Regions from separate parts of the Mus musculus genome. Here all the other regions are linked to region 7. A link is a contact called in public ChIA-PET, Hi-C, capture Hi-C and promoter capture Hi-C data. All regions are on one chromosome and are shown on one strand. Each heading gives the region's core, a stretch centred on a gene start, on an enhancer-like site or on the middle of the called end of the contact. The rest is flanking DNA. Distances are from core to core; before and after follow the strand shown.

Region 1 (2,782 bases), core at 211-2,710, 580 kb after region 7:
CTGCAGAGAGCAAGGAGGTTAAGAGTGAAGGATGATTTGCGGCGGATGGAGAAGAGGCTCGGAAGGTTGGCACAGAGGGGAGGCACGACCGCAGCCCATGGGGGTCCTCTTGGGAAGAAATGGGTCACCTAAGTACAAGTTAGAGGATAGAAACCAACCAAAGTGACAGTCTGCAATGGAATTTGAGCAAATCTAGGTAAAAGTCTGGAGGACTAGCTCCTGATTCCAGATGTTGCACTCCCTCCAGGGCCACCGAGGGCCAATGTCCTATTATCACCCTGAAACTTTGGCAGGCAGAACTGGGCCTCAAGCAGATGCTGCGTTGGGATGTGGGAAGGGATACTTAGCAGCAAGCCAACCCCGCCAGATGATGCAGGATGCTTTGGGGGAGTGCTGGACAGCCAGCAAGGATAGTTCAGGGAACCAATGGTCAGCCCTAAGTCGGCCCCAAACCGGCAGCCAGTGAGAAATAAGTGGGACTCATTAAGCGACCTGCATGCAGGACTTAGGTTTTTCTTCCAACTCAATTGGCGGAGAAATCGCAGTGGCGAAAAGACAGTTCAGTTGCCAGATTTGCCCGGGTTCTCATACTTCTCAGTACTATCAGACTGGGGGTGGGTGGGGGTGGGGGGGCTAGATCCAGCTCCCCACCTCCCTACCTCTCTCAGTACTCAGCCTGCGGCCCCCACTTCCCCACGCCTTTAACTGTCCTCACTGCTAGGCTGAACACAGTGTCTGTCTCTCTATGATGGGTGATCAAGGATAAGGGGTGATGCTCAGAGAAATCTCCCAGCCCAGTACCCCTCCAGGGGACGTTTCCCTCAGCTACAGGATCTGAGTAGGGCCCTGCCCAGTTCTACAAGACAGGGGCGCTGATGTCCAGCCCTGCAAGTTCTGCGCCAGTTCAGTGGGTCCTAGCCTTTGCCCTCCCGCTTCCAAACCTTTGGTCCCGGAGCACCGCCCCCTCCCGGGCCTCGGCGGCCGGCCGTGCCTCCCGGATCCCGGGGAGGAGGGTGACGGGACGCCCGGCCCTTGCACAGGCGGCCCCGGGCCTCCCACTGCCTCCCCGGGGCCTGTCGCTGCCCGGGAGCGGGCGGATGTGGGCGCCCCGCAGGAGGCCGGAGCCCTTCGGCCCCGGAACCAGCCGGGGCAGCGAGCGGGCCAGAGCCCGGGCGAGCGGGCGCGGTCCAGGGCGCGCGGAGGACCCGGCCAGCCGGACCGGCCGGAGACCCAGCCGCAGCCGGAGCGGGAGCCGGGGCGAGCAGCGCAGGGTGCCGCGCGCAGGGCGGGGCGGACGGGGAGGGGGTGGCCGCCCGGTACTCACCCGCGCCGGGGCTGTGCATCCAGGGGCCGGGGCCCTCAGAGCCGGGGGCTCATGGCGGGCGGGGGGCCGGGGCGCCGGCCTCACATCCCCCCGGTCGCCGGAGGCTGCAGAGCGACTGTGAGACGGCGAGAGGAAGGGAGGGGGCCGGGAGGGGGAGGGCCCTGGCAGCCTGGCCGGCCGGGTAGGATGACAATGGAAGGAAATGCTTTATCTGAGTCTGAGAGCGGGCCAAGGGGGAGGGGAGGGAGGGGGCCGGCGCTGGCGGCCCTGGGACACACCACCCGGGCTTCGCTCAGCAGCACACAGCCTGGCGGCAGACACCGATCGCGGCGGGGCGCGGCTCACCGCCCGGGAGGCAGCGCCGAACCCGGAACGCGGGACGCGGCCGGACCCGCGCGCGGCCGCGGAAGCCCCAGCCGCCGCGCGGCGCTGCGCCCCGCGCACAATTCCCGGAAACCCAGATACCTGAGTGCACGCACCCGTGCATACACAGCGTACACGGGCGTGCATCCATGTTTACACAAGCCAGGGTGCTTTACGCTTCGGGGAAGGACTCCTGTGCACACATCTACACACTTAAGTCAACGAGGGCAGCGCTACACACAGGGAGAGCAGGGCACGCTTGGAGTCTCGAGCAAGGAATCCCAGACGGACACCCCTGCCCCATCCTAACACACACACACCACACACACACACACACACACACACACACACACACACACGACTCTCCTCAGGAACACTTCAGGATCTGATTTGAACCACTGCCAGTCCAACCCCAGTGGCACCCCCCGCCCCCACTGTCTGCTGAGGGGAGCAGAAGGGTCCAGTCTGTTCCTATTAAAAGAAAAAAAAAAGGGGATGGGGGGTGGTGCAGTTTTCGAAACTTAAAAAAAATTTTTCTCAAGGGATTTCCTTCCATCCTCTCCTCTTCCTCTTCCATTCCTCTCCCTCCACAATGACCCTCCTTTGCCCCCCCACTCCTGGACCCTATGAGTCAAACTTCAGCAATGTGCCCAGTGTCCCCCAGTGCATTACAGCGGATCACAGAAATGTTCCAGTCTGTGAGTCGGAATGCAGCCGCCTCCAGCCCTCCCTCAGCTAATAAACTCAGCTGAGGACTGGCTTTGCACTGAAGCCCTCCCTGCCTCTCCCCCATCTTAGACGGGAGGAGGTCAGATTCAAGGGTCAGGGGCCGAGGACCTTCCCACTGAGTTTCCTGGCTTGGCCTGTCAGTCCTGTTGCCTCCAGCAATTTGGCAGGTCAGAAAACTGGGAAGGGAGAGCGGTCATTCACCAGGAACACTATGCTCCCCTGCCCTTGAGGTGCCCGCCACTGAAAGGCAGCTTCCTTCTGGTCCCAATCTACTCTCTGAGTCCTCGGAACTCCAAGAACCTTTAGAAGGGGAAAATGAGGCAGACCTAGAGATGTGATATCTTGGAAGCCAGAGTCTTGAGTGGC
Region 2 (2,774 bases), core at 94-2,593, 850 kb after region 7:
GTTCAGGTCACTATTACAGGTGTCACTGTAACCTCAAGGGCAGTAATCCACATTTCAGCAAGAGTCGTGAATACAAATCATCTTTATGAAGAATACTTAAACATGTTTTACTTCATCCAGAATGTCCTACTACATCGAAAACCCTACATCAAATGGTTGATTGCACATAAAAGGACTATACAAAATTTTGCAAGAATCACCATCACTCCAAATACAATTAAGTATGCCACGTGAAGTAAGTAATTTTAACAAGTGTGCCTTAAAAGTGATAAAGGAGCAAGTTATTGCCAACAAGATAACAGAAAAACTGTAGAGGTACTGATAAAACAGAAATCACCAAGCTCAAGACAAGAGGAAGCCAGCATATATCCAGAAAGATCACGTTAGGGTATACGAAGAAAAGGTTCAAGGGAATTCATTACCAAGAGGCGATGAGCCAGGTAAGGAGACGGCGGCAGTTAAGGGGGTTTTCATAACCTATGCAGAAGGGTCCAGACGTTTCTCTCTGGTGGTGGCTCTAGCAATATCACATCCCAGGGAATTATCACAGGGTAAAAAGAGTTGGAGAATTGTTTTACGTGAGACTCGGTAGGCGAGGAGTAGCATTCAGGTTTCAAGGAAGAAGAGAGGCGAAGCAGGTGGGAGCGACAGCTCAACTTCCTCGTAGAGAACAGCTCTTCCTCCCGGGGACCCTGCTCTGGCGGGAAACTCCCGCGATCCCAACCGGCCTTCTCTCTTTGGAAAAGTAGAGTGGGATGTAGAAGGAGGCCGTGCTGTGACCGCGGGGAGATGGCCTCTCCGCGGGTCGGGAGACCGGAGGGCTGAAAGGGCGGCCTCAGTGAGCCCAACTACCAGACCCGGGCCAGGCAGCCGCGACCGGGCAGCAGGGGGGAATGGAGGTGGTCCCAAGGGGCGGGGCGGAAGACAGGGCACGGTCCCCACCGCCGTCCTCCTTTCCGCTCGGCCCCGCCGAGGCCCGCGGGCCCAGCCTGACACAGCCTCCCGGCCCGGTCTCCCTCCATCCTCACCCCTCCCCCAGTTTCCCGCCGCCACTCACCGAACCGGAACCGGCTGCTAGGCAAAGGGGTTTCCGGCCGGGCGCGGACCGCAAAGCCCGGGAACCTCCGGGAACCGGAACCTTCTTTACTCTACCGGAAGACCGTTTGGCGGGCGCGGAGGAGGGAAGGGGGTGGGACAAGAGGTCAAAGAGCGAGCTACAGGCTCGCGGGACGCCTGCGCGAGGTGGCGAGGCCCGAGACGTGGAGGGAGCGTTTGACTCGCGTCTCCATCTCCCTGTCACCCTGTCAGACTGGGGCTTTTTCTCTTCGTCGCACTTGGAGTACTGTTAGTGCGCCCGCCGTCCTTTGGTTTTCTCTGTCCCTCGGCTCCTTGACCCGCTGTCATCTGGTTCCGTTCGGTGACCTTTTTTTGGCTTACGCACAGGTTTCCATGGCAGCTGTTCGCTAGGGCCCTAGATGTTTGGAAACCTGCGCCTTCCCCGACAAATCCTCATTTTGAGTTCTAAATTGATTTTTACCTCTAGCTTCTGAAAATTAGTGTGCATCTTGTCACGCTTGACACGCTTGACTGATCACAGGAAGTGGGGCTAGGGGGAAGAGCAGAGACTAAGAAACTTTGGGAACACCTTAGCTTAGACTCTTAACAACACACCTAGCCTTATATAACTGGAATAATTTTAAACAGTGATCTCTAGTGGGATTCACCAGAGGTCTTAAACATGTAATCAATGCCAGACTTTTAAAGACAGAATGGAGGAAAAATTAACTTGTTCATTCAAATTACTTACCGAGCTTCTTAATTTAATTACGCCTCTGGCGCAGGCCCTATTTGGAAAGAGGCTTCAGAATAGTATTCTAGACCCAGGTGACTGCCTGTCTGAATTCACTCTTGAAGAAAGAAAAGCCTCTGGAATCTGCCAGCCTCATCTATTCTCTAAGCATAAGGAGATAAACTTGTTTCTTCAGGGGATCCTGACTTGTTATGTATATAAACGATTATATCACCTTATATGCTGATATTTTTATATGGCCAAGTCCTAAAACCCAGTGGTATTAAGTGTACCTAGACCATGTTGACCTTTGACACTTTAAATATTCTATGGATCTATTTATTTGGATTAAACTTTCTTTACTTCTAGGAAGTAGCCATGCGTAGAGAGGAGTTTCAGCTGAGATTTTTCATGTGCGTGATTGAGTCTCGCCAAGTAGTCAGGACTACTCAGAGCACAGGTACCATTGATTATGTTATAGTGACAAGGGATATGTTCTCTCAGAGCTATACAGGATGAGAGCTTCTGGCAGAATTATAAACTTAAGGGGTCGACGGGCTTGTTTTCTATTCCTAGTAGGAAAAATATTTTGTCACCGTGTTGGGGTGTTTTCTTTGTACAAGTATAAGGGAGATGCTATCCTCATCCCAGGCAAAGGAGGAAGACTTGGGAGCTGAGAACAAGAAACATGGAACATGGGAAGGGTGTTGATTTCTATTTAATTTATAGATTATTCTAACCTATCTGGGGTGACTTGTAGTAGGAGTCCTTGTTGATACTCAGTGGGCACCCCCAAACATGTAAGTCAGGACTTAAAGAGAACTTCCACTCTTTTCTAACTGGTAGTGATATGTTCTGCTTTGCCTCTGTTAATACTAAAGGAATAGAATCGTTTAGAGGTAGTAAACTAGTTACTGAGAACAATCCATTCTCTTAATCGTCTTTACCGCGTTTATGCTAAGTGTTTATTCAAAAGAAGTTCTGA
Region 3 (2,747 bases), core at 8-2,507, 790 kb before region 7:
TTATTGATATACTTTCCCCAAAATTCAGAGAAAACTGCCCAAACTGGGGGAAATTTGAATACTACCATATCTTAGTCAAGGCATACTAAAAAACTTTCTCGTCAGTTTTCGTTAGTTCGCTGCTAGTATATAAGGATGGTAGCCAAAATGTAATCCAAAATGAATGAGAAGCAGCCGCGGTTTTACGTAGTACGATCAGCATGTAAAACTTGCATTCTGTATTGTTTACTACCTCACACACGCAGATGATTAGCCGGACTACCGGAATACGATACTGTACAGATCAACGCATGGGGAGTGTAGGTCACCATTTCAATCTGGGACTGTTGCCCTCAATTGCAACCAGGTGTCTTTTAAATTAAATTCTTCGAGATCCGTGCGGAAGACGAGCGTGCATTGGCCAATCTTCTAATCGGTACTCAGTCCCCGGCTCTAAGGCGGGGTTGAGCGGGGCTGAGTTTCGATCTCCCGGCCGGTTGGACCGCGGGCAGCCCGGGCAGCGGGTTTTAAAAACGACGGCGGGGGTGGGGAGGCGGCCGCCGAGGGAGGGAGGGAGAGGCCGAGGCCAGGCGCCGGCCAGCGCTTCCTCGTTCAGGCGCCGGGGAGGTCACAGCCTAGTGAAGTTTGGTTTCACAAGCGGGACCCGGAGGCTCGGGGACGAACGCGAACTCCACGGGAAAGCGGGCCAGCCTGGGAGCGCCCGGAAGCACGGCCGACACGTTCCCACTGCGGGTGGGGGAGCTGCGGGCCGGGCCTGGAGCCCCTTCCTGCCTCGGCCGAGGCCCCGCAGCCCGCGCCGCCCCGCTCTGCTCCTAGGCCCCGCGCGCGCCCAAACTGGACCTCCGCCCCGCGCCGCCCGGGGCCGCGGCTCCCAACTTTGCTCGCAGCGAAAGACACCGCCCGAGCCGCGCGCGAGCCCCAAACTTTGCCCGCCCGCCCGGCCCGCGCCCCCGCCGCGCCGCGCTGCGCTGCGCCCCGGGGCGCCTCGTCCGCTCTCTCCGGCCCGCCGTGTTTACCTGAGGCCGAGGTCCCGCGGCCGCGCCGGCGCAGGAGGCCCGGTCTCCGTCAGTCCGCCGCTAAGTTCTGCACCATGGACTCCTCCGGCCGCTCGGAAGCGCGCGCGGCCCGCGGGCTGGCTCGGACGGCCGGGTCGGGAGCACGCAGGCAGCCACGCAGCAGGAGACCCGGGCAGGCGGCGCTAGCTCCGCGCCGCTTGCGCCACCGCCGCTCCCCTCCCCCGCCGTGTCTGGCGGCTCCCTCCCTTTCTCCCTCCCTCCTTCCGCGGGGCTCAGCCGCGCCGCCACAGGTCGGCGCACTGTGGTGACGACGCGGGCGGGCGGGCGGGCGGGCGGCTGGACCCGCCGCACGCTACCTGCTCGCGGGCGCTGCCGTACTCCCCCGGACCTCCAGGGGGCGCCCGCGAGCCGCGACGGACGGACGGACGTGGTGGGCGGGGCACGCCGCCCGGCTGGAGAGCGGGAGCTCCGGCGTCTGCGAGTGGCCGGGGCTTCTGGGAAACATTCTTCTTGCCCCGCCCTCTTGCCGCTCGGAGCGCTACGCGCACGCGCCGTGCTCAGTCCTCGCTCCACCCCTTTCCCCCTCATCCCCACCCCCGCCCCTGCGCCCTGGCCGCGCTCTCTCTGGTCGTGGCCTTTCCTGGCAGGCTCCGTGGGCGACAATAAAGATGTTTTGGAGAGACTGCAGTCCCGAGAAGAACTCGTGCGTAGTTGGCACGGATGAAGTACTCCGCCCGCTGCACGTGCGCGGCGGCCTGCCAGCCCGGGACACACTCCCACGCCCTAAGCCCGCGTCCCCGAGGCTAGCCGAGCCTGGCTGGCTTTAAGTGCTTCCACTTTCAGTCACTCTGCGATGTCCTCCTGCCCTGCAGCGCCCTCGGATCTTTTGTTTCACCTCGGAGGTGTCTTTACAGGCTTTTCGTCAGGCGCTGGCTTTTTCACCCCCTGCTCCACGCTCTAGCTTTTCCTAGTTGTCCTCTTGCAATCCACGCTGTCGCCTGGCCACCCCAACCCAGGCTGTTCCCTCCCTACCTCCAGCCCAGCAGCGTCCCCTGCCCTCCTCTCTGATCCTGTCGCTTCCCTGGCATCTTCATCCTGTGCTACTTGGCTGTTCAGTGCCCGTCACGTCACACCGAAGTTTGGGATGATGTCTCGTTAAGCTCTTCACAGAGCCGAGCACCAGCAAGGGACTGGGTAAATAACCGCTTAGGAATGCAATGAATGGCAGCCTTGTCTCTCCCAGTGTCAGTGAGCTATCTTCATAGGTTTGGAAATGTGGTGTTCCTGTGTGCAAGTATTTCGCAGTGATTTAGAGGTGTTAAAATACTTTGTTCTGATGAAACAAGACTTTCTGAGGGACCTTTCTCTTGTAATGACGACGAATGAAGCTGGTGATTAAGAAAACCTAAAAACCTGTTGAAACTGTTGTGTGACAGAATCAAGTCAAAGGCACTGTTAACCATCCTGCAGAGATAAAGTTTAGCTTTCCTGTGTACACTCGGGGTCCAGAATTCACCCTAGAGAATTTTATCAGTAAGAGCAATTCCCGGTGAAGATGTGATATTCTTTTGTATGTATTTTATTTTGTTTTTAATGCAGAGTCTCACTGTGCAGACCGATCCTCAAACTCCACATCTCCTACTTCAAATTTATTGCTCTACCTTTTGTGTTCGCAACATTTAAAATTCACTCTGTAGCCATCGTGCTGGGTAACAGAGCACGAGAAAAGGC
Region 4 (2,700 bases), core at 120-2,619, 660 kb after region 7:
CAGAAGTCCACTCTTCCTCCCTAGCCTGGGGAGAGCATTCCTTGCATTTTCTGCTCCCTCGGCCTTCTGATTTCTCCTGCATGCCTGCCTTACGGGACAAGATGGGTACCTGACAAGGTAGAAATGGAACCAGTGCCTGGTAACTCCACAGTACTGGGATGTGCCTCTAGTTCTTAAGAATAGGAAGAGGTGAGGATTTACCACAAAGCCACTGTCTCTTCGTGGCCATCTCCTGGAATCATCCCTTGCCCATCAGCCTTTGCTGACATTCCCCCCCCCCCCACCTCCTGTGTCATGAAGAAGATGGCTTTCCTCGGGGCATCGAGGCAGACCTGAACTCTGTCCAAGGGAACATTTGCAATGCCCAGAAAATGCCTGCCCAACTGCTTGCCTAGGCTCTGGCCCCTCTTACCGCTGCTGGGCCCAGACAGGAGGCTGACTCATTCACCACAAAGAGGAGGAGGAGGAGAAGGAGGAGGAGGAAGAGGAGGAGGAGCAGAAGGAGGAGGAACAGCAGGAGGAGGAGGGTTGCTCAGACTCAGAGAGCCAAGGCTCCCAGAGCCCAGGCAGATTCAGCCTCAGGTAGGGGATAGTCATAGTGGAGACAGTGGACTTGGAGATCACACGCAGATCCTACCTAGATTCGCCTCTTGCATCCAAGTCCCTTCACTCTCCAAACAGAAACTAGTCCTTAAAACCCCTTTCTCAATTTCCACGCTCACCCTCGAGTCCCTCTGGACATCTGTGGACAGGCTCTCCTGAAAGAGAAACCTAGCACACTGGTCTCAAAGCACCGGCGGTTTTAGAAAGGCAAGCACAAAAGGAAAAAACTCCATATAAAAGATTCCACTCCACTATCACTGGTGATCACACATGGCTCCGCGAAGTAATAAACAGGCTCTACACACTCCACCTCCAGAGACCTTAGCACCATCGACAGCCAATCACTCCCTTCTTACTCCTCCACTCCAAGTCAAAGCGCCCGTCCCAGGAAAGAAACAAACGCTTCTTGTTGTCCAGCGCTGAGCACCCTCCTAGCTAAGGACTCCCACGCTGAGCCGCCTGAGCATCGCGGAGGTGGCTGTCCCCTCGCCAGCCTCGTACGAACTTCAGCTTTCTCAGACTTGGGTGCCCTCTCAGAGTCCCAACCTCATGGCACCACAGCCCGGATCTCAGTCGCCAACTTTGCTTTCCGAGTCTTGGACTCTAGCGCTTGCACCCGAACGCTGAGACCTCTAGATCCCAGACGCCTGCCCCGGGTCTAACCACTCACCCAGAACCCCCTTCCCCCTGCACCCCGATCCGCACCTGGTCTGGCGGTGGACACACAGCTCGGCGCTTCCCGTGCTTAGGGCTCGGCAGCAGCTTTTTGACAAGCAGAGACTGCTCAGCACCTGGCCCCGCCCCCGCAAGGCCCCGCCCCCGGACCGCCCTGCCCCTCAACCACGCCCACTAAGTTCAGTCCTCTGAAGCCCTGAAACTTTCTTGACTTGGAATCAACCACTGCACTGTCGCCTTGGAGGCCCTGCCTTGTGAGGGGCTCCAGGACCGCCAGCCACAGTGCAGCACAGGCGTCTGCCTTCCGTGGAACAGTATTTGATGATGTCGTGTGTGCAAATCCACGTTTCTGCCTGTGATGATCCGTGATGTAGCCACCACCCACCCCTGCCGCCGTGGTTCTACCCAATCTGCTGTAAACGCCTCCCCCAGGTGTGTCACCCGTACCTGAGTTGACCCGGGACCCCGACGCCCGCGGCGCGCTGCAGGGAGCCGTTCTCTGCGCGCGCCGGATGGGGAACCTCAGGTGAGTTTCTCCTGCAGGGCGCTCAGCCGGACTCTACTGGTTAGGATTAGCCCAAGAAAACCAGATTGGAGGTTGGAGTTGCGTCCTCTCTCCTACCTGACGTTCTTCTGCTAACTACACCGACGGAGCATGTTCCTGGCTAATTGCATCTCATTCCAGCAAGCCTTGCTGTAGCTTCTGAGGTCTCTGCCTCCCAGATCATCCCTTGCCACCGAGACCCTGGTGTGAAGGAAAGGCACAAAGTTCACCTCAAGACCTGGAACTGTGCATGGCTCCTGAGAACTCATTGTAGAAAAATTTGGATAAAGATTACTCTACTCACACGCTCCGTGCTCCGCAGTCTATAGGGGTCCCTTTTTTGAGTAGGAGATGTATGCATAAATAAACATAAGGGTGTTCTAGAATACAGATACCCCCAATGTCACTGGACAGTTGGTGACCTCCTGTAGTTAGGAAAGATAATGTTTAGGAGGCTCAGTGGGGACAGGGAGGTGGAGAACCCAGTGATTTGCACAGACCAAGCCGTGGACCAGTGGAGGATGAGAGCCCAGCCTGGCGGTTAGTGCACTTCTCATTCCTCACACAGAGGTGTTAGAGTGGAAGAAATACTGCCCCTTCCAGCTCTTGCTGACTGTCCCCAAGAAACCAACGGAGGCTAAATAGAAGAAAGAGCTTCCAGACAGTGGGGTCTGAGGGGAAGCTGTGAGGAGCTCTTTAAGAGACGGTAGTGGAAACATTCTGGGAAGGCTTCAACGTTTTCAGAAAACATGTGACACATGGTGTTTAAACTCAATGAATGAATGGAAGAGGCCTTTTGGGAGCCCTCCCAGGCTGGTGTTTATTCTAAATGAAAAAAGAAATCATTTATTCTAAATGAAAGAATCACTTTCTAGAAC
Region 5 (2,826 bases), core at 92-2,591, 760 kb before region 7:
TGGCTGGGTATGGAGGTCACAGGAGAGTTAGAGACAAAGAATGCCAGAACAGGCTGACCAGCAAGAGAGCTGAAAAGGGCTGGTGTGGGCCACTCAGCGAGACCTTATCATAAGCATAAAGCATAAAAGAAAGAGCCTCGTTGAGCAATGGAACGGCTGCGTCGTATAACCATGCGCCTCTAACCCAGTTCTTGGTAACAGGCAGAGACTTTCTACCCCCTGCATCTTTATATGATAACAGTTATTTCCCTCGAGGCCAACACCGGTGGCAAAGAAGAGATGGGAAATGCCAGCGGGACCTTGCCTGTTTCAAGAGCTTGCTTCTAGCCAGTACTCCAGGCGAGGATAACAGATCATGCCTGGCAGCCTGGTGGGTTCCAGGACAGCCGGAGCTACACCGAGAAACCCTGTCCCAAATGAAACACAAAACACAAATCAAAAACGAACAAACCCAGCCGTTCTCCTGCGTGTGCCCACGGAATATAACGTAAACATATTGGAACACAGCTGTGCAAAGCTGACCTTGCTTGTCTCTTTTCTGCCCCTTCCTGTTTTTAGTATTTATTGATTTGCTTGCTTGTGTGTGGAACGCACGCTGTGGTGCGTACGTGGAACTCAGAAAACAACTTACAGGAGTGAGCTCTTTCCTCCTTTTATGGGTTCTGGAGGTTTGTCTCTCTGCCTGTCGGGCTTGGCCACAAGGACCTTTACCCACTGAGCCATTCTCCCTTTCTAGAAATTGTGCTTTTCATATTAGAACAGTGAAACTGAGTCTCAGGGCCAGGACTTAGAAAAATTAAAAACCAGGTACTCTAAATAAAAATAAATAAATAAATAAATAAATAAATCTGCCAAACAATTCTGCCTGAAGACAGTTGCTTATTGACCAATGCAAAGGAAATCCACACCCTCTCCAACATCCACAAGCTGCTACAAATTAACGAGAAAAAAAAAAAAAAAAGGAGGAGACCCTGGGGAGCCAAGTGCCATTTTGCAGAAATGATGAGCTCAGGAAACAGTTCTGGCCCCAAATCCCGTGGGAAACAAAGCAGGGCCAGTTGTGTCCTGAGGCTCTTAGACCCTGAGCCACACCCACTCGCTGGCTCTCTCACTCCCACTGTTTGCCTGCAGGGCTCTGGAAGACTCATCCCTGCCACCCCCTGATCACGAGAGTAAAAGTCGGTTTTCCAGTTGCTCAATTATGTAGTAGCTCAGCTGCTGTTTGGAGATTTTTATGGAATATTTTCTAAATATTTTACGAGCAGCCAGAGGCTATTGGTATTTGGCACCTTCCAGACAGTTCCAGAACGAAGTTTAAAGCGCAGTGTGTGAAGGCAAAAAAAGGTCCTTGTTGCGGAAGCAAGCATTGCACACCCTGGATAATTTAGACGTCTTTTAAACAGGCTGCTTATCCAACCGCGGGTTTTGAATTTAGATAGAGTTCCTTGAATAGAGCGATACAACGATGCCATTTCCCCCTCTGATGAGCTTCTGCTCTCAGAGTCTGATGTAGAGCCTGAGTTTTGATATGCACCTTAGATTTTCGTGAGTTTGCATTTTAAAAGATATATCTAGTCGTAATTAATGTGTATAAGTGTTTTGTCCACGTGTGTGTCTGTGTGGGACTTGCATACAGTGCCCCCGGAGGCCAGAGGAAGGTATCGTATCCTCTGGACGGAGCCCTCTATGGATGGCTGTGAGCTCTGTGGTAGTGGGAACTGAACTGTCATCCTATGCTAGGAGAGCCAGTGCTCCTGACCACTCCCCATCTCCCCAACCCCTAGCTTGCATTGCTTCAAAAAACCGTCAGTGTGGTAGTAATAATTTTTTTTAGCAATAATAATTTGGATATTACTTTCCAAATTCCCTCTACTGTTGTGTTTTATAAAAAGAGAAGGAGAGAAGGAATGTTTGGTGTGGGGGAAGGGAGTGCCTCTGTGGGCCCATACTGAGACATCCCTTCTCTGTGAGGGACTAGACATGACTTTATAGTATAGAAGAGAGTTTATTCAGGGCACAGGGAGGGGAGGACAGAGGAGAGGGAGGGGGAGGGGAGGGGAGGGGAGGGGAGGGGAGGGGAGGGGAGGGGAGGGAGAGGAGTCCTCCTCCTCCTCCAGTGATCCTGTAAATTCAGACCTCAGAGCAGCCAGGAGTACCCGTGAGACCACAGCACCTGAGTCAAAGAATTTCACCAGTCACAGCAAGGTTCTCTAGCACTGACTAGTCACAGTGCTAGAGACTCCACCCCCACATCCTTAGCTCCACCCCCACTAATAAGGACTTTTTTTTTTTACATTCTGTATCTAGTGTTTTGTTTATCACTCCTAAACTGTTAGCATGCTGTCATAGTGTCTGATATAATTGTGTGTTTATTCAGCTCCTGGAGAGATAAGAAGGTTCTCATTACTCCCCTCTGGTTTTTAATGTATTTTCACCATTTTATATTTCTCGAATTAGTATTGCACGCAGTCGGTGACCGTTGTGGTTACCTAGATGTTTAACAATTTGTTTTTAATGGTACCATGATTTCCACCTCACCCTTTTGGGTTCCATCCACTAGCTCTTTAGCAAAATCTTTTCCCCCCAATTTTTTATTAGGTATTTTCTTCATTTACATTTCAAATGCTATCCCAAAAGTCCCCTATACCCCCTCCCCTACCCACTCACTCCCACTTCTTGGCCCTGGTGTTCCCCTGTGCTGGGGCATATAAAGTTTGCAAGACCAAGGGCCTCTCCTCCCACTGATGGCCGACTAGGCCATCTTCTGCTACATATGCAGCTAGAGACACGAGCTCTGGGGATACTGGTTAGTTCATATTGTTGTTC
Region 6 (2,818 bases), core at 18-2,517, 760 kb after region 7:
AACAGTCTGTAACATACAGAGAAAGACAGGGCTGGAACCCTACCCGTCGGAAACGTGCCCAAACACGTGGAAGAAAATTCTCTACCTAATACACTTTCCAGGCTTCGGTTGTCCTGAATATAATCCCAGACAGTGGATCTTACCCAGGGAGGAGATGGAAAGGTGCGGGAACCGCCCTTGGACCGAGGCTATACAGCTGCCACCTCTAACGATAGCCATACGCAGGTCACTAGCCTGACCCCATATCCATCCACGGCTACACACGCTGTAAAGTAACTCATTGTAGGGTATACAGTGTGTGTGTGTGCGGGTGGGTGCTCTTGGGGACACATTTGGAAAGCAGGTCTGTTTGCAATGTCAACGTTTTTCAGTGTCAAATTCCTGCAGCCTAACGGAGGCAAGGGGAGAGCCGAGTTTCAAAGAAGGGCTGCCCGGCTGCACCTTACTGTGGGCCAGCCTGATAGCGGAGGGGACTGGAGAGCTGCGCTGAAGTCGCCGGGAGCCGCTTTTTCTTTGTGGCCTCAGATTTCAACCCATCAGGGTCAGAGTTAGTTCTTTGTCTAGCGCCCCTTTGAGTTCTGCAGCGTCTAACCCCTAGACTAGGCTGATAAATCAACCCGTAGGCGTCTCTCGATTTCTCTCCTACTTTTAAGTGTGGGGCTTCTTTTACTGAGCTCGAAACGTCCTGGTCAAAGCTGGTGGAAGGTGATGCGTCTGTGTTCAAACCTGTTGCATATCCTTGCTTAACGCAGGGACCTGAGAAAGTCTCCAATCGTGACTCTCACTGAAGATGCTGCGACAGAGGTCCTTACTCGCAGAATTAGGATCAGTGTACTCCTGTATACTCTGCGCTTAGGACTTAGCGCCCTAACCCGGACCAGTACTTGGGGGAGGGAGTAGGAGGAAAAGGGTCACAAGTCAGGGAAGTAGGCAGGGGCGGCGGGCGACTTACGGGCATCCTGGCCCTGACACCGTAGGACCGCGGCGATGAGCAGCGTCAGCAGCACCAGCGACTGGGGAGCCCCGAGGCGGATCATGGCTCACCGCGAGGCCTGGCAGAGCCTGGCCCGGGCGAAGCGCAGCGAGGCGGCAGAGCACGGAGCGGGTCCGGGTCTCTACCGCTCCCTCATGCAGGAGGCCCTAGGAGCAGGAGGAGGCAGGAGACCCGGCAGCCCAGCGGCGCTCTGCGTCTTCCCCCGGCAGAGGCTCCAGTTATATGCTCCCGGTCGCTCCAAAGGCTGGCAAACCGGCCCAAACCGCGGGCCGCCCCCTAGCCCCCCGCGGGGCTGTAACCTGAGACCCCGCCCCCGGAGCCCGCCCAGGCCGGACCAGAGCCCACACCTGCCAAGGCCAGTCGCCCCTTTCGTGAGCCCAGCTTCCCGCCCCCAATGTGCCCAGTGGCCTGATCGGGCGGGGCACCGAGACAGCCTCCGGTCGCCCCCACTTGGGACTGCCACACTGCCCCCTCTAACCACAGGCGGGAAGGGGGGGAGCATCGGGCCCCTTTCCTCGGAGTTCTGCTGGGGTTAGAAGGGAGGGGGTTGTTTGCAGAGGCATAAGCCTGGAGTTTTAGACCCAAGGCAGAGAGGACGAAGCAACAGAAAGGAGCAAGAAAGGTGGGGATGGGGAATTTAGGAGGCGGGGAGGTGCGTGGGGGACCAAAGCATGAGCAGATGGACGTTGTCCAGAATCCTAAATCTGGGGGACAGTTTTCCAGACCTGCCTTCCAGCTCCTTTGCGGAGTACCTGCCCGTGAGCTCCCACCTGGAGTCTCGGGGACCACAGCCTCCCTAACCCATCCCCCATCCAACTAGCTAGAAAAGGCCTAGGTAGAAGGGGGAACTGAGCGGGTGGCTAGGACAGGGTCTGGTGAATTCCTACACAGAGGGAGACCTGTGTGGAGGTCTAAGGGGCGAACAGGCCAGGGAAGGGACTAACGGGACTGCAGACAACCCCGGGGACAAAACGGGATGGATTGGAGACGCTTGTCTAGTTCGGCTCTTCCTGGCCCAGGTTCAGGAATCTCCAGGGGAGTGGGTGCCCTTAGCCTGGATAGAGCAACCGCTGGCCAGGGACTGTTGGCCACTCTGAGGCTCTGGCCAGAGAGTCTGGAGGTGGCTCCAGCTGGACTCGGCTTTGTGAGGGGCGGGGAAAGCGCCAGAGTTTCCTAGTTATTCCCCCACCCCAACCTCATTCTCCAAGTCTTCCCCTATCCCTGGACCTCCAGCCTCACCTACCTTCCTTGCTCCCCACCCCCCCACCTTAGCCCAAACTGCGGAGGTTCGGCCTAGCCCTTGCTATGTTCCCGGAAGTCTCCTTTGAGAACAAGAGGGTGAGGATGAGTCCCCAAATACATCTTTCCTTCAGGAGTGAGATGGTCCTCCGGTGAACTTTAAGCAAAGTGAAACTTGGAAATTAAGACCTGATTTAAGCAGTAACTCCTTTGTCTCGAAGTGGGTTTCTGTGTTGCTTTCCTCCAGGAAGCTGGAAGTCCTTGGGAGAAGCCACCTCTATGGACCTGACCGACACTCCCAGGGAATGCTGGAGTGTGTGGGGGCTTACCCAGCACACCACACCACCTCAGACTTTGGGGTTTCTCAGGATGGAAACAAAGAACTTCGAGTGTGTAGAACGTAATTTCCCTGCAAGTGTACTGGCTGGAGAAGTAGAGAGTGTTTTGTTTGTTTGTTTGTTTGTTTGTTTGTTTGTTTTTTAATGTAAAATGCCACTGGGTTTCAACCAGTCTAGGGTGGGGGTTGCTTGAGTCTTTCTTACACCTTCCCAGGCTATTCAAGGATTTTCGTTCAATGCTAGATCC
Region 7 (2,798 bases), core at 56-2,555:
CCCAGTATACAAATCCATAGGGAACTGTGTGAGAAAGTTCCCACTCAGATAGAGTTTCTGCAAGTGGGAAAGCCCCCCGAACGCTGCGGGGTCCAGATAGGAAATGTGGTTGTTGTACAGCAGCAGTACTTCCAGAGCCTTCAGCTCTTGGAATGTGGCACTCTTTACCGACTTCAGCCTATTGGATGATAAGTCCAGACACTTTAAATTTGGGGTTGTGGAGAAACTGCCCGTGGAGATGCTGGTGATGTTGTTGTGGCGAAGAATTAAGGTGCTCAGCTTGACAAACGACACCGGGATCCAGTCGGCATCCAACAGTCCGATTCTGTTATAGCTCAGATCCAGTCTTTTAATCAGTCTGAAAAGGTTCCCGGGCACCTTAGATAGGTTTTTGTTGGTGCAGCTGACAATGTCGGTGGCACAGATGCAAGCAGTGGGGCACATTCCTGAGGCGCTGGGGCTCACCATCACTGCGATCACCAACAGACACAGCAGCTCTCTGCAACCCGGTTTGACAGCTCTAGGCAGGGTGGGCAGTGTGTGGAACCTTAACGACATTATGGTCGCCTCTGAGTCTCTTGCCAGTCGCTTCTCATCAGCTCAGTCTCCCACCAATCTGGTAACAACATTTAAAACGGGAGAAAAGTACAAGTTAACTGCCACTAGTTAACCCGTTAGAGTTATTCCGTAATTGCTTTCATTCCAATTAACTTTTGAAATGGGTTCCATCTCCAACAGGGGTGGCTTTTTAATAAAGAACCTGTTATATGCATTTTTCCTAGATTACTCCAACTCAGTGAGATTTCCAGGTACCTTCTCTCAATGCGACAGTCTCAGCATGAGAAACTCAGGCTTTTTTGTGTGTTTTTGTTTCTAAAGGATGCATTCTGCCTTAACTCCCTCCACCGACACACACAAAAACACACAATCGCATCCCATAAACAATTGAACGGAAATACTTAGCCAGCCGTCGGTCTAGCCGACCACTCACAGCGCTGGGAAGCCGCAGCGGCTCGGAGAGGCCGCCGACGGCGGTGCGCTCGGAAGGTCCGCGCGTCCGCCTGCCGGTTTGCGCCCCGCGCGCTCGCACCTTCCCTCCAGCTCCCGGTGGGCGGCAGCCTCTCAACTTTGGCGAGTTTCGAGGCAGCGGCGCGGGCTCCCCGGCTCTCTCGCTCGGCTGCAGGTACCGCCGGAGCTCGGCCGCGCCGGGAGCGGGGTGGGCGGCGGGGGAAGCCGGCCCGCCGGTGGCGCTCGCAGGCTGCAGGGCCCGGGCTCCCGCGCCCGCCGCCCGCCTTTTATCCCGTGCGCCCGGGGTCGGGAGCGGGCGGGAGGCGGGTCCCCGCGTCCTCGCTCCTCGGGCGCCGCGGCGGGCGGAGCAGGGGAGGGGGGGCGCAGCCAATCGCAGAGGCGGCCCCGTGCGGGCTCCGCGCCGCCTCTCGGCCGGGTGGGACCGCAGCGAGGCCTGCGACTCTGCACCCCCAGGCCCCGCGCCCCTCGCCCCGCGCCCGCGGGGGAGCCGCCCAGCCCGGTAGGGAGCCGCCCAGGGTGCCGGGGTGCCGCGCGCCGGAGCCCGCGGGCGGTGGCCCGCAGGTGGCACCCCACCCCGATCTCGGAGCCTGGCTTTAGGGGCTGGGGCGAGGGGCCTGGCGGGCGCTGTGCACCGGGTGCTTGCTGGGGTCCCCGCCCGGGTTTGGAGGAGGAGGAGGAGGACAGGAGCGAGGGCCGCGGCGCGTTCCCTCGGGCACCACCGGGGCTTTGCGGGGGGAGGGGGTGCGGAGGCGCCGCGGGGACGCCCCCCGGTTCCCTGGGAAAGTTCGAGCCCTTTTCCTAACTCGGAGACGGCGGCCCGAGGCACCGGGCCCAGCTCTAGAAGCAAAGGGGCAGGAAAGAAGGCTTCCGGTTGGAATGCACAGATAAGGGCATTAGCCTTTAAAAAAAATAAACAAAAAAAACAAAAACAAAAAAAATCCAGAGTCGCGCTGGCGGCTTCAGGACTAGGATTAATTCGGTAGGGGTGGCTACGCAGAAGGACTTGTCCCCTAGAGGCCCTACAGCCACCAGGGCTCCAGTAGACTGAGCTAGCATTCTCGGAAGGCACAAGCTGAACAAGGCCATGTGAAAATGAGGGAGAGAGCTTGAAGCTGGTGGGCTTTTCGATTACAAATCCATTCTTGTTTAAAGGCTTAAACGATGGGATTTGACTGAGCCAAGTGATCCATTTGGCCGTTGTGTACGGATTAAAAGAAATAAATTACTGTCCCTAAAAAACCATGCTAGCCACAGTAGAAGGGCTTAGGGAGCCAATGAAAGGTAGACAAAATTGGGGAGACAGTGAGGGCAGAGCACATGAATACAACTTTAAAAACCAAAATGATCCCCCCCCCCCCCCACGGCATCCTTAAATTTATCGGAAAACTTCCTGAGTGAGTTTTTGGCATGGATCTGATGGACCTGTGTGTTGCGTTAATGTGGACTGGTTCCGGGAGAGCTCAGCGATTCAGGGTTTTCAAGGGAGGGCAACTTGGTTCCTGTTAGTTTCACTTTCACTAAAGATTGACTTTTAAAACCACAAGCATCCAGCCTAGTGTGCTCCAGGGGTGCATTCTTCATTTCCCCAGAGAAATAGGTTTAAGATTCCTATCAGACCACACGCACACCCCCAACCCCCGGGCTTCCCCCAAGAAAACCTCGGGTTTAAGGCTCAAAGTCACAAAGCTGAGCGGTCACCTGGAAATGGAGTCAGGTAATCAAAGGAATGTTATTTAAATGACCAGTAAGTGACTGGGTTTTGCAGTCCT

What was found. Promoter capture Hi-C pulls out the DNA fragments that hold promoters and counts their contacts. Hi-C and Micro-C count contacts between places; a contact is called where the count stands out from the background. ChIA-PET counts read pairs in DNA pulled down with a chosen protein or histone mark. Capture Hi-C pulls out chosen DNA fragments and counts their contacts.
Region 1: a Hi-C map of CD8 T cells shows a contact between it and region 7, with 2.1 times the contacts expected there. The contact joins the promoter of Hdac7 here to the promoter of Amigo2 in region 7. A contact is called at or near these places in 12 of 39 promoter capture datasets (the C10 cell line, the SN4741 cell line, embryonic stem cells and 6 more), 2 of 15 datasets of contacts at CTCF or cohesin (embryonic stem cells and large pre-B cells), 5 of 484 Hi-C or Micro-C datasets (B cells, CD4 T cells, CD8 T cells and 1 more), 8 of 115 datasets of contacts at active chromatin or transcription factors (T-cell acute lymphoblastic leukemia, astrocytes, embryonic stem cells and 4 more) and 2 of 9 other capture datasets (adipose tissue and liver).
Region 2: a contact with region 7 is called in an RNA polymerase II ChIA-PET map of memory CD8 T cells, with 13 read pairs. The contact joins the promoter of Senp1 here to the promoter of Amigo2 in region 7. A contact is called at or near these places in 3 of 39 promoter capture datasets (hippocampal neurons, liver and pre-B cells), 2 of 115 datasets of contacts at active chromatin or transcription factors (memory CD8 T cells and regulatory T cell precursor) and 1 of 9 other capture datasets (adipose tissue).
Region 3: a promoter capture Hi-C map of adipose tissue shows a contact between it and region 7. The contact joins the promoter of Scaf11 here to the promoter of Amigo2 in region 7. A contact is called at or near these places in 3 of 39 promoter capture datasets (the 3T3-L1 cell line, hippocampal neurons and pre-B cells) and 1 of 9 other capture datasets (adipose tissue).
Region 4: a contact with region 7 is called in a promoter capture Hi-C map of liver, with 2.8 times the contacts expected there. The contact joins the promoter of Vdr here to the promoter of Amigo2 in region 7. A contact is called at or near these places in 1 of 39 promoter capture datasets (liver), 1 of 115 datasets of contacts at active chromatin or transcription factors (pro-B cells) and 1 of 9 other capture datasets (liver).
Region 5: a promoter capture Hi-C map of pre-B cells shows a contact between it and region 7, with 2.1 times the contacts expected there. The contact joins the enhancer-like site here to the promoter of Amigo2 in region 7. A contact is called at or near these places in 7 of 39 promoter capture datasets (the 3T3-L1 cell line, 3T3-L1-derived adipocytes, hippocampal neurons and 3 more).
Region 6: a capture Hi-C map of embryonic stem cells shows a contact between it and region 7, with 2.9 times the contacts expected there. The contact joins the promoter of Col2a1 here to the promoter of Amigo2 in region 7. A contact is called at or near these places in 2 of 39 promoter capture datasets (the C10 cell line and liver), 1 of 115 datasets of contacts at active chromatin or transcription factors (large pre-B cells) and 1 of 9 other capture datasets (embryonic stem cells).

Annotation. Positions count from the first base shown.
Region 1 is chr15:97,830,035-97,832,816 of GRCm38.p6, forward strand. It overlaps Hdac7 (histone deacetylase 7), which reads right to left and starts at 1,461. Exons shown (of 25, transcript NM_001378971.1): 1 at 1,325-1,461. The coding sequence starts at 1,343. It overlaps Gm33636 (a long non-coding RNA gene), which reads left to right and starts at 652. Exons shown (of 4, transcript XR_001781759.2): 1 at 652-1,271.
Region 2 is chr15:98,092,226-98,094,999 of GRCm38.p6, forward strand. Senp1 (SUMO1/sentrin specific peptidase 1) reads right to left here and starts at 1,344. Exons shown (of 18, transcript NM_144851.5): 1 at 1,058-1,344. It also overlaps a transcript of Pfkm not described here.
Region 3 is chr15:96,459,586-96,462,332 of GRCm38.p6, forward strand. Scaf11 (SR-related CTD-associated factor 11) reads right to left here and starts at 1,258. Exons shown (of 15, transcript NM_028148.2): 1 at 1,017-1,258. Gm41408 reads left to right here. Exons shown (of 2, transcript XM_030248866.1): 2 at 459-2,747. The coding sequence ends at 1,324.
Region 4 is chr15:97,906,927-97,909,626 of GRCm38.p6, forward strand. It overlaps Vdr (vitamin D (1,25-dihydroxyvitamin D3) receptor), which reads right to left and starts at 1,370. Exons shown (of 10, transcript NM_009504.4): 1 at 1,309-1,370.
Region 5 is chr15:96,488,025-96,490,850 of GRCm38.p6, forward strand. No RefSeq gene overlaps it. Among named protein-coding and RNA genes, the nearest start is that of Gm41392, 5.0 kb to the right of the region's middle. Within about 2 kb of position 1,342, at least 74 of the 459 cell types and tissues checked have an H3K27ac peak or open chromatin away from gene starts, as enhancers often do. A contact at or near this core is called in pre-B cells and stem cell-derived epiblast-like cells, where this site is marked.
Region 6 is chr15:98,003,457-98,006,274 of GRCm38.p6, forward strand. Col2a1 (collagen, type II, alpha 1) reads right to left here and starts at 1,268. Exons shown (of 54, transcript NM_031163.3): 1 at 953-1,268. The coding sequence starts at 1,037.
Region 7 is chr15:97,245,982-97,248,779 of GRCm38.p6, forward strand. It overlaps Amigo2 (adhesion molecule with Ig like domain 2), which reads right to left and starts at 1,306. Exons shown (of 2, transcript NM_001164602.1): 1 at 992-1,306; 2 at 1-616. The coding sequence starts at 558. Pced1b (PC-esterase domain containing 1B) reads left to right here and starts at 1,126. Exons shown (of 6, transcript NM_172293.4): 1 at 1,126-1,183.